Regions from separate parts of the Sus scrofa genome. Here region 2 is linked to region 1. Evidence: chromatin contacts called from public Hi-C data. All regions are on one chromosome and are shown on one strand. Each heading gives the region's core, a stretch centred on a gene start, on an enhancer-like site or on the middle of the called end of the contact. The rest is flanking DNA. Distances are from core to core; before and after follow the strand shown. Region 1 holds the start of CYTH2 (cytohesin 2). Region 2 holds the start of RRAS (ras-related protein R-Ras).

Region 1 (5,524 bases), core at 2,032-4,531:
AGACAGCCATCCACTCCTGCCGACGTCTCACATACTCTACACTTCTAGGTGCCCCACACACACCCTGGAGGGCCACATGGCCCTCACGCTCACGGACGTCCACGGGGCCCCCATGTTCCCCAGATATCCACCGGCAGCCCCCACGCTTCCCAGCTGTCCACATGGTTCCCGTGCACGCCTGCGGTCTACACGTGCTTCGCACGCTCCCGCAACACTTGCAGGTGTTCTCAACTGTCTCCCGACATAAATGGATGGTCCCCCACGCGGCCCAGATGTCCACAAAGGTCCCCAAGCCCCCTAGATGCTCGCAGATGGTCCCCAGGCTCCCCAGAAGGTCTCTGGCTCCCCCAGACCCGTGTCAGTTCCTTTTGCCAGTCCAGCCGGCTGGGCCTCTCCTCGGGAGGCGCTGGCAGTCCGAGGGCAGGAGCTGGGTGCGAGCGGTAGGGGTGGGGTGGGGGCTCACCTCTCCCCCAGGTAGTCCCCGATGGCCGTCTTGTTCAGGCCTTCGCCCTTGTACAGGAAGCGGGCGATCTCCTCGGGGGTGTTCTGTAGAAGTTCATCCTCCACCAGGAACTGGATCCCCTGGTGGGCGGGGGTGGGGGCTGGGTCTCAGGGCCGGCGTGCTGGGCAGGCCACTTCCCACCAAAGTCTCAGAACCCTCAGCCTCCGAACCCACCCCCCATGCCCAACAGAGCAGGGCCGAGTTTCATTTCCAAGCTTTGCCCAGGTCCGTACTTAGCATCATCCCTCCCACGTCATAGCCTTTGCCTGGTTAATGCCAGCCCCGCCCTCCCCAACTCCCCCCAGCCCAGCAGGGTCTGGCAAGAAACAGGAGCTCCAAAAATGTTTGCTGGTTGACTGAACAAACTACAACTACTTCAGGCAAGCAGAATAAAGTGGGAGTTCCTGCTGTGGCACAACAGGATTAGCAGCATTTCTGCAGCACCAGGACACAGGTTTGATTCCCCAGCCTGGCACTGTGGGTTAAACGATCCGGCACTGCTGCAGCTGCAGCACTGGTTACAAGAGCGGCCTGGATCTGATCCCTGGCCACATGTCCCAGGGCAGCCAAAAATGGAAAGGAAAAAAAAAAAAAAAAGAAAAAAGGAATAAAGTGGAAAACCATTAGTAGTCAAGTGCTGTGAGGGCCAGGCCTCAGGCCAGACTAGGGCTTTTTCTGGCTCTCCTGATGCCACGAGGATCCCCACTGTGGCTACACCTCACTCTGGATTGTGTATCCAGGTCTAGGGGCTCCTGGAGGGCAAGACAGGGTCAAAGTCTTCTCTGGGTCCCCGGCCTTGCCTAGCAGAGGGACGGGCCCCAGGCAGGCCTCAGAAAATGGGCGTAAAATGAAAGAATGAATGAACAAACATTTTTCTTCCATTCGGGGAACACTAATTCATCCTTCAAACCTGACCTGAATACCCCCTCCTCAGGGAAGCCCTCTTTGATGCCACCAGGCTTCCTGCTCTGAACATCCATGGCCCTGGTACCTCTCTCTCTGTTATGGCACCTGTCAACCCTCCTTTGCTCATGTCCCTGTCCACGTTCCCTACCAGACTCAACTGAGTTCCTCCTGGGGACTCCAGATTACATCAGAAGTGGGTCCAGGGAGTTCCCGTCGTGGCGCAGTGGTTAACGAATCCAACTAGGAACCATGAGGTTGAGGGTTCGGTCCCTGCCCTTGCTCAGTGGGTTAAGGATCCGGCGTTGCTGTGAGCTGTGGTGTAGGTTGCAGACGCGGCTCGGATCCCGCGTTGCTGTGGCTCTGGCGTAGGCCGGTGGCTACAGCTCCGATTCAACCCCTAGCCTGGGAACCTCCATATGCCGCGGGAGCGGCCCAAGAACCAAGAGATAGCAACAATAACAACAACAACAAAAAAAAAAAAAAAAAGAAGTGGGTCCAGAAATATGAGCAAAAAGGGGAAGAGGACCTCCCACGCAGAGGATCAGGCACAAGCAAAGGTCAGGGGACAGAGGGACAGCCAATATCTGAATCCAGGGATCAGGCCCGAGTCTGTCCACCACCACACCTCTGCTACCTGGAGATGCCAGAATCCCTGTCTGTCTTCCTGGCTGATCCCAGCCCTGTGGTCCCAAGCACCTTTTTGGGGTCCATGTTGAACTTCTTCCTGCCCATTGCCATCTTCCGGTTCCGCTGCAAGGTCTTGCTGCAGGGGCAGAGAGTGCAGGATGGAGGGTCAATGCCTGTGCATCTCCGGCCCAAGCCAAGCCCCCTGACCCCCAGGATCCCGGCCCCAGCCCTCACCTGCCCTCATTGGCCTCCAGCCCCTCGACTTCGCTCATGGCTTCGCTGAGCTCCTCCCGCAGGCGCTGGATCTCCACCAGCAGCTCCTGCTTCCGCCGCCGGATGTTCTCCAGCTCCATCCGCTCCTCGGGAGTCAGGTCCGGGGGCTCTGGGGAAGAGGGTCGGGGGTGGGGGGGGTCAGTTCTGGGGACCCCAAACCCGGATGTCTGCCATCTGCGGGAGGACAGGGGTGGGGGTGGGGGATGGGCAGGACGTCTAGGTTCGGGGAGGATGAGGGTCCAGCCTCCTCCGTCTGCTGGAAGAAGGGGTTGGGGGCCTAGATTCCTCAATCCAGAGATGGAAGGGCTGGGAATCCAAACTCTTTAGTCCGGGGGTGGAGGAAGGGGACTGGGAGCCTCAACTCAGGTCTGCGGGGAGCAAAAAAGGGCTGGAAGCTTGAGCTACGGTCCATTACTTGACAGGGGGCTGAGGCCTTGGTTTTCTGCCTCCATTCTCGGCGAGGGAGCTGAGGGTCTGGGTGTCCGGACTCCTGGGTCCATGGAAAGTAACTATGGCAGGGGAAGCTGATGACAGCTGGCAAGAGTTAAGGAAGGGGGCGGGGCATCGGAAGCCCCCGCCCCCGCCTTAGCGGGCTCTCGGTAGGCCCCAAGATTTCTCCCCACCCCACCGCCCCCAGAAGCCCCCCTTCCCGCTCCCAGCAGGCACTGGGCTCGCCCGGCCCCTCCAGAGGGAATGGTTCCGCCCCGGGCCTCGCCTCCACCGCTCCATCCCACCCCCTCCCGCCGCCACCGGAAACAGGCTCGGCCCAAACAATGGCCTGGAACGCCCCAGTCTCCAGCCCCGCCGGAAGCGCGTCCCAGGCCCCACAAAAGCAAGGCGACGACGGGGCCGAAAGGCTCAGCAAGGCGCGCTACGGGGAGAACGTTCGCGGCGGAACCTTCGGGGCGAAACTCTCCATCCACTTGCAGCCGGCCCCGCCCCTCCCCGACTCACCGTAGACACCGTCCTCCATGGCGGCTAGGAAGGCCCGCGGGGAGTCCGGGGCGGTCCCGCCGGTCGGGCCTGGATCCGCGTTGGCCCGCGGGCTCGGGTGAGCCCGCTCAAACGCCCCGGGAGCCACCGCCGCCTCCTCAGCGCCAGTCCTCAGCGCTGAAAAGACTCTCCCTTCGTCTCCCAACCGCCCCGCCAGTAGGGACCGCCCCTCGTTTTGACACCGCCCAATCTACGGCGGGACTTCTCGCCTGCCCCGCCTCCGATATCAAAGGATCGCCCTCCACGGCCAATAGACGCACAAGGAGTAGATATAGCCGTGTCCGGCAGGAGGTAGATGGTCTGCGAGGCCAATCGGAATGCTGGCAGGGGACCGGGTCCCGCCTCCGAAACTAAAGAAAGCACTTGGCTGGCTTGCAAGCCAATGAGAAGCCTCGGAAAGGAGTTGCGTGAGAAGAGAGAGAGGAATACGCCTGCGCAAGGGCTGCGGGCATTTAGGATACCATTCAACTGAGCCCCGCCTCCACCAATACGTTGCTAGGGGGCGGTACCTTATTAGGCTTGTTGCCAGGGGGCGGGGCACAACCATTGGTTGTTTCTGTGAGTCACATCTCCTAGCAGGCATAGCTGGCTTTTGACCGCAGTGGTTGCCATGCAACCGAGAGCGGCTTTGGCTCACCTTTCTTTGGGCCTCCTTCCTCTGGGCACTGGCCCCTCCGATCTCTTACCCCTTCCCATGGCCTCCCCATCAACCTCAGCCTCTTCATAGTCAAAGAGTGGTGAAACAAAAGACATTCTTTCTTCCAAATGCTAGCTTTTTGGTCCCTGTCTTGGAGAATGGGACAATAGGAGAAGGCCAGATACAGTGAAAACGTAGGCTCTGCCTTCCCAGAGCCGGCTGCCTCTCAATTTCCTCCCTCTCTCCCCCGAATTCCTCCCCTTATTTTACCACCCTACACCACCCCCGCCCCAGGACAACTCCCCTTTCCTCGGCATCCTCCCACCTTTCATTCCTCCCCCTTACTGTCCTCTCCAACCCGGCTCAGCTCACTTTCCCCTCCTCTCAAAGTCTTGTTCTTCTTAAACTCCTCCCTCCTCTCCGAGCCCTGCATCTGAGGACATTTCCCCTCCCCCACCTCTCATTCCCTTTCCTTGCAGGCAAAACGGGTGCAGGGACCTGGTTCAGATGGAGAAACTGGGCAAAAACCGCCTCTTCCCTCGCTCCCCAGGCCCTGTCATGGACAGATCCCTAATTGGGTCTGAGGTGCTGTCTGGGCCTGGTCCTCATTCAACGTCCCTGAACCAGGCAGGTGGGGACAGATTCCCAGCCAGGACCTGGTTAAGCTGACAGATTAGACACGGACCTTCCTAATCCCCTCAATGACCTTTATGAGTGGCTCAAGCCTGCCCTCCCCAGCGAGTGGAAACCCGGGTTGCGCCAGGCCCAATCCCACCCTCTCTCCTTCCAAGCAGAACCCTTTTTCTGTCCCTTTACCCCCAACTTAACACCCTCTTCATGCCTCTGTTTCCGTTGCCCCACAATACCTACCCCAACCATCCCGAGATGGGGGAGCAGCCAGCTAATTAATCCCATCCGGTTATTAGGTGGGGATTCAGAAGGATAAAGGGAGGTGGGAAAGCCGGAAGGGGGGACTGGGGTTGATGCAGCACTGGGACAGGCTGATGGGCAATGACAGTGCCTGCCCTCAATTCTGGGACACAGGGGTGGGAACGTGTCCTCCCTGGCACCGGCTCCTTTTGCAGCTGGCTCCCAGCCTCCTGGGCACTTAGGTAGATAGCGGCATGGACAGGGGCCAGATCCAAGGACTCACACCCCAGAAGCACACTCCGAGACACATTGTTAGGGCTCCCAGTGATTGAATCTAGGGGACAGTCTCCCCCAAACACATACATTCCCCTGACATTCTGCATCCAGTGTTCCTGTGGCTGTGGCACAGGCTGGCAGCTGCAGCTGTGATTCGACCCTTAGCCTGGGAACTTCCATATGTCACCCGTGTGGCCCTAAAAAGAAAAGAAAAAAAAAGAAGTACCTCCCCCTACACCCCCACCCCCAGCTGCAGCAGAGAGGAAGTGCTTCTGGCCATTAGCCGCAACTCACACTCCCCCTTGCCTTCGCATCAGCCGGACATCCAAGTTCAGATCCAGCTTCAGAGAGCATCTCCCATCCCACGTGCCCTTGGAAGGCCAGGCCTTCTAGCCCCAGGAGAGCTCGGGAATCTCCAGTCCCCTCAACCCCACCCCACC
Region 2 (5,524 bases), core at 1,821-4,320, 820 kb before region 1:
CTTCAGAGAACTGTGTCTGTCACATCACAGAAGCTTAATCAAGATGTGCTGAGTACAGACCCACAGATCTCCAAACCCTCCTGGGTAGGAAGATCCCCCCTGGAGCATTTAGACGAGCCCCATGCTTTGCAGAGGGTGTGTCTCTTCGACCCAAGAAGGCTCGGCAGACCCTGCCAGGTCCCTCTGGATCAGGTTCCCAAACTACAGTCTGATAGCAGTTGAGTGCTTCACGAATAGCTTGTTATAAAGGCAGATTGAACACAGTAGAAGATGCTTCGCAACACATCCCAAGTAAGTGGAAACAGTAATTAACAGGATTGGAGTATTAGTTTAACACATAGGACGGTGTATGTTGGGTCTCAGTGTACAAATGCATTTCTCACTGTGGATCAAGGTCAAAAGCGTTTCAAAAGCACTGGCGTGAGACGAAGTCTAGATGATCCTCTAGACTTTCCCAGACCAAGGTGGACTAACTCTCTCTGAAGCCCCAAGGCCACCCCGAATTTTTTAACATTTTGCATTTGAATTACTTTCTAAAGGGCAAGTATATTTGAGCTGGGCAAAATTTCCAATACGTTCCTTTGTCTTACTCTCCTGGCCGATTATCTGGCCCCCAAAGGCATTCGAATTTGCTCCAGGCATAGAGCCTGCACTCTTGCAGTCACACTCAAAGCCACCTAGATGGTTCCAGGTCCTTCTAACTGTCCCCAGTCTCCTGTCACCCAGATTAGACACTCCCCAGACAGTTGGAGACCCATCCAAGCCTCCCAGCACATCTCAGTATTTGCTTCCTTCCCTTAGTGGGTACATCCCACTCCTCTGAATGGCTATAAAAGACTTCCTTGCGCTGGAACTGTTCTTCCATGGCCTGGCTAAATGGCCCTAGACCCATGTAGGTGAGCCGCATTCTCAGGTCAGCCCATGTACACACTGCTCAGCCCTAGGAGATATACCCCAGCCATAGGTGGCTCTGCAGATACTCCCCAGCTCCTGCAGACCTCCTTCACCCCTGGGACATATCTCAAGATCTCAAGATGGCCCCAGAACCCTCCAAACAGACTCTAGCCTCGGGTCAGCCTATAAAGACATTCAACAGTGCCTACAGAAATGACCCAAGCCAGCTATATGACGGAGGGCAGGCTTCAGTCTCGGTCCAGGTCCTGTGGACGCCCCTAGTCCTCTAGGAGACGCCCGGTCCATGCCCCCCGGCACCCCAGACCCGTCCCGGGGCCTCGAGAAGGCCCCCCGCTCGGCGCCAGGCTCCGCCGCCGCTACCGGGCCCAAGGCCGACCCGCTAAGCCCTCCAGGCCCCGCGGCGTGTCGGGAGGACCCCGGGACAAGTAGCGACCCGACTCCGCCCCGCCCACCCCGATAGGCCCGAGCCCCGCCGCTCGGACCGCCGCCGCCATCTTACCCCGCCGCTCGGGCTGCGGCTCCGGCCCCGGCGCGGGGCGGGGCGGGCTGGGGCGGGGCTCGCGAGCAAAGGGAGGAGAAAGGAGGAGCTAAAACGCCGCCGAGCTTGCCGGGACTTCAAGTACCGAGCACCGTGCCGTGAAGGCTGGTGGGAAGGCTTCGGACTCAGTTTCCCAGCAGTCAACGGGGCAGATGGGCCGGGTGCGCGCGACGTACGCCGGGAGACGTAGTCCGCGCGTCGCCTCCGCCGCGCGGGGACTGCGAGGGGATGAGGGGTGAAGTGGGCGGGGTTGCGGTAGCGCGCGATTAAGCCCCATAGTGCCCTGCACGCGCGCGGAAAGAGCAGCGGAAAAGGAAGTGCCGTAAAGAGCGCTCAGCCTGACAGGTGCAAGGGAGTTGTAGTTCCGCGGAGTGAGCCGTGGGGGGGGGGGAAGCAGGACTGGCTGGAAGTTGCCCCGCCCACATTCTGGGGATCCCAGAATCCTGATGCCCAAGTTCTCTCTAAATTTAGAACCAAGAAGCCCGGCCCTACAGCTTCCTCCTCATTTACAACAGAAAAATCCAAATCCGATTCCTCTCAGAGCCGAGGGGTCCGGACTCACATTTCCCTCAGAAGTCCGAGCCCTCCTTCCTCTTAGATCCAGGAGTCGGGCCTTCATGCCTCCCTCAGACCATTCCTGGTCTCAAACGCCTTACGCGAACACAGGGGTTCGGGTACCCCATTCCAATTCCCTCGGATCCAGAATATTGGGTCCCCCCGCTCCTTCAGCCCTCGGACCGATGAGTCCGGGCCCTCAGCAATCTAGAAGCAAGGACCTCCAGAACTCCTCCTTCCAGGACCCAGGAGTCCAAACCTCCAGTCACAATCTCTCCTTGCGACCCAGGGGTCTGGGTCCTGGGCTTTCTCCTCCTTCAAGACTCGGAAATCCTGACCCTAGACCCTTCATAACCCAGGCGTCCCCGCTTGGGCGAGCTGGCTCATGAATTAGGAATGCAGTGATCTCACGGCCCCTCCCTTCCCGGTTACCCGCTGGCCCCCCTCCAGGGCCCCATCTCCCCTCCCAGTCTGTCTTCCGCTAGGCTGGGACAGCGGGAACCGGAAGCCTGGGTCCCGTAGCGGGCGGAGCCTCCATCACCCAACCCAGATGCCAGAGTCGGGAGCTTGGCTTGGGTCCCAGGACAGAGGTTAATTTCCCCTCAGGACTCGCTCCTTCCTCAGAGCGCGCCTATATACGGCCGCGTGCGCAAGACTCAAGCCCCGCCTACTAGAACAAGGCCTCGGGGACGGTACCCTGAGAAGCTAGCTGCAACACAGGGTTTCTCATTTACATAGTCCCACCCCGAACGATTTTCCGGACCCGTCTACGAAGAGAATAAGAACTCTTATTAGCATGGCTCCGCCCCCCCGGCCCGCCAGCCGAGAGCGCGTGGCGCTGCTCGGGGTGAGCACAGTTCTCTCATTAGCATGTTCCCGCCCCATTCGGAATTCCCCTTCTCAGCGACAGCCGTACTCCTATCCGTATTAGCATAGCTCCTCCTTTTCCCAGGTCTTGCCTGCCTCTAAGTGTCCCAAGTAAGGAGCCCTTCTTGCTGGAGCTCATGTTTATGCAGTACCCTTATTAACGTGGTCCGCCCCTAGGCCCCGCCCGGTCCCCCCCCCCGCCCCAGGCGGTAGCGGCGGCAGCGGCAGCGACATGAGCAGCGGGGCGGCGTCCGGGACAGGGCGGGGGCGGCCCCGGGGCGGGGGGCCGGGACCCGGGGACCCCCCACCCAGCGAGACACACAAGCTGGTGGTCGTGGGCGGCGGCGGCGTGGGCAAGAGCGCGCTGACCATCCAGTTCATCCAGGTAGTGGACCTTCACCCCGGGGGGTGCCCCCGGGACCCACCCAGACCTGAGCCCTTGGCGGGATCCCCAAGACTCCGGCTTCCCCTCCATCCATCACTGAGACCCTCTTATGAGGCTTTCTAATCTTAAAAATGTCCCCTCAGATGTGACCCTGAGCCCCTCAGGGCCTCCACCCCCTACATGAGGGACCTTCCTCCTGTCCTTGTATCCTGAGACCCACCACCCCTACCCCAAGTATCCAAAGCCCCGCTCCTCTGCTGACCTGACCCTGGATGCCTCCTGGGAGCACCCTAAATCCAGAAGAGTCAACCCATTTAGACCCTAAGCATTCTCATGGGCCCCCACCCCGCTCGGGGCCACCTCCTCGCACCCTGAGCCCTACCTCTCCCAAATCCCTGACCTCAGCTTCCCCTCTGAGCCGCTCAGTAACTGGGAGAATGCCCTTGACATTACCCCAACCTGGCTGTTTAGCCCCTTCAGAGACCTCCACCAGAAAGTAGAAATTATGCCCAGACTTGGCCCCTGAGATCCATCTAGGACTCCATCCCACCCCTGTCCTCAGGGAGACCCCCTCAGACCCAAGAGACTGCAAAAAGATCCTGCCCCTTGGCCATTCCCACTAAGACTCCAAGTTCTGGGGATCCCCCATCCCACCAGATCCAGACCCCTACCCTTCCTCAAGGAAAACCATCCACTCCTCCGTCGTGAGTTTTCCTCCACTCTGATCTCCTGAGCCCCTCTCAGAAATTCTGGTTAGCCCCCAGATCATTTCCATGGAAGAAGCCCCCAGAGTCTTGACACCTCCAGAAAGACCTGCTCCTTTGGAGTTTCTCTGACCTCTTAAATGTATCTCCAGGTCTCTACGACTCTCTAGACATGTACTTATATTCTATGACAACCCTCCCCCATGCTCTCCAGCCCCCAGTTCGCCCACCTGAGCTTCTCCCGGTTTACTCTGCAGACACACCCCTAAACCCCCCAGGGCCAGGCCCCTGCACTGCCCCTTACCAAGCACCCTCCACGACAGGCAGGATGCAGCCTTCGGACCCCCAGCAGCTGCCAGATCACCCCTTCTCTTCTGAAAATCCACCCTTGCCCAGGAAACTTCCACCCCTTTCCCCAGGGGAAACTCTCCCACCTGGGAGAAACCCTAGAAAGGTGTCTGCTCCAGGGATGCCACCCCTGAGGTCCCTGGGCCCCAGACCCCTGAAGAGACCCCAGACAGCGCGTGCATGGGAGCTCCTGTCTGGGTAGAGAAAGGCCCCAAGCCCTGGGCCCCTTGCACCCAGGGGCAGACCCAAAGCTGGCCCAGGGCCTGGATGGAGGCGGCCGGGACCCAGGCAGGAAGGGAGGGGCCCCGCCTGCGGGCGGGGCAGCGTCTCAGCAGCCGGATTGGAACCGGGATCTTCCCCTGGGAGGAGACACTGGAAGCTGCCCAGGGGGAGGGGGAGAGGGAGGAGGAGGAGGAGGAAGAAAAAAAGAGGGAAGAAAGGGGGAAGAACACATGCAGATATGCTGGATGGCAAAAGGTCCCAGTGACTGAGCGCCTACTATGCGCAGACGATATGAAATGCTTAACGAGGATTTTCCCTGAATCTCACACACTGGGTTGAGGGTAGCACTCTTTTGATCTTCATTTCCCCAGGGAGAAAATCGGGGTCAGGAGAGGGGCAGTGATTTAGAGGGGGAGTGATGTGTTCAATGCCGCATAGCCAGGGCATCATCCCGACTCGGGAAATGCAACTTTATATCAAAAAGAGGGATGGGGCCGGGAGCCCCTTGGAGAGAGGGGCCTGGGGAGCACAGGGGATAAGGGAGGCAGGCCTCCATCATCCCTGCTGGGACCCTGTAGTAAAGCGTCCTCTCCACCCCCCCCACTCCAGTCCTACTTCGTGTCTGACTACGATCCCACTATTGAAGACTCCTACACCAAGATCTGCACCGTGGATGGCGTCCCGGCCCGGCTGGACAGTGAGGGTGGCAGGGGAGATGGAGTGGGAGGGTGGCCGGGCTGCGGGCTTGTGGGGGTGGCTGGCGGGAGCCTGGTCCCCATGGAGGCCCCCTCTCCCCATCTGCAGTCCTGGACACCGCAGGCCAGGAGGAGTTCGGTGCCATGCGAGAGCAGTACATGCGCGCCGGCCACGGCTTCCTGCTGGTGTTTGCCATTAATGATCGGCAGAGGTGGGTGTTGTCTGGGGGTCGGGGGAGATGGGGGGGGGAGGTGGCGGAGTCAGCGGGGAGCACTGGGGCCCAGCTGCTGACCT

What was found. A called contact is a pair of places that touch in the nucleus more often than the background predicts.
Region 2: a Hi-C map of liver shows a contact between it and region 1, with 4 times the contacts expected there. The contact joins the promoter of RRAS here to the promoter of CYTH2 in region 1. A contact is called at or near these places in 1 of 5 promoter capture datasets (liver) and 1 of 47 Hi-C or Micro-C datasets (liver).

The regions. Positions count from the first base shown.
Region 1 is chr6:53,867,232-53,872,755 of Sscrofa11.1, reverse strand. CYTH2 (cytohesin 2) reads right to left here and starts at 3,281. Exons shown (of 12, transcript NM_001144120.1): 1 at 3,263-3,281; 2 at 2,270-2,417; 3 at 2,105-2,171; 4 at 464-582. The coding sequence starts at 3,281.
Region 2 is chr6:54,682,260-54,687,783 of Sscrofa11.1, reverse strand. It overlaps RRAS (ras-related protein R-Ras), which reads left to right and starts at 3,070. Exons shown (of 6, transcript XM_003355998.3): 1 at 3,070-3,260; 2 at 5,144-5,231; 3 at 5,339-5,441. The coding sequence starts at 3,108. SCAF1 (splicing factor, arginine/serine-rich 19) reads right to left here and starts at 2,447. Exons shown (of 12, transcript XM_003127346.5): 1 at 2,016-2,447. The coding sequence starts at 2,072.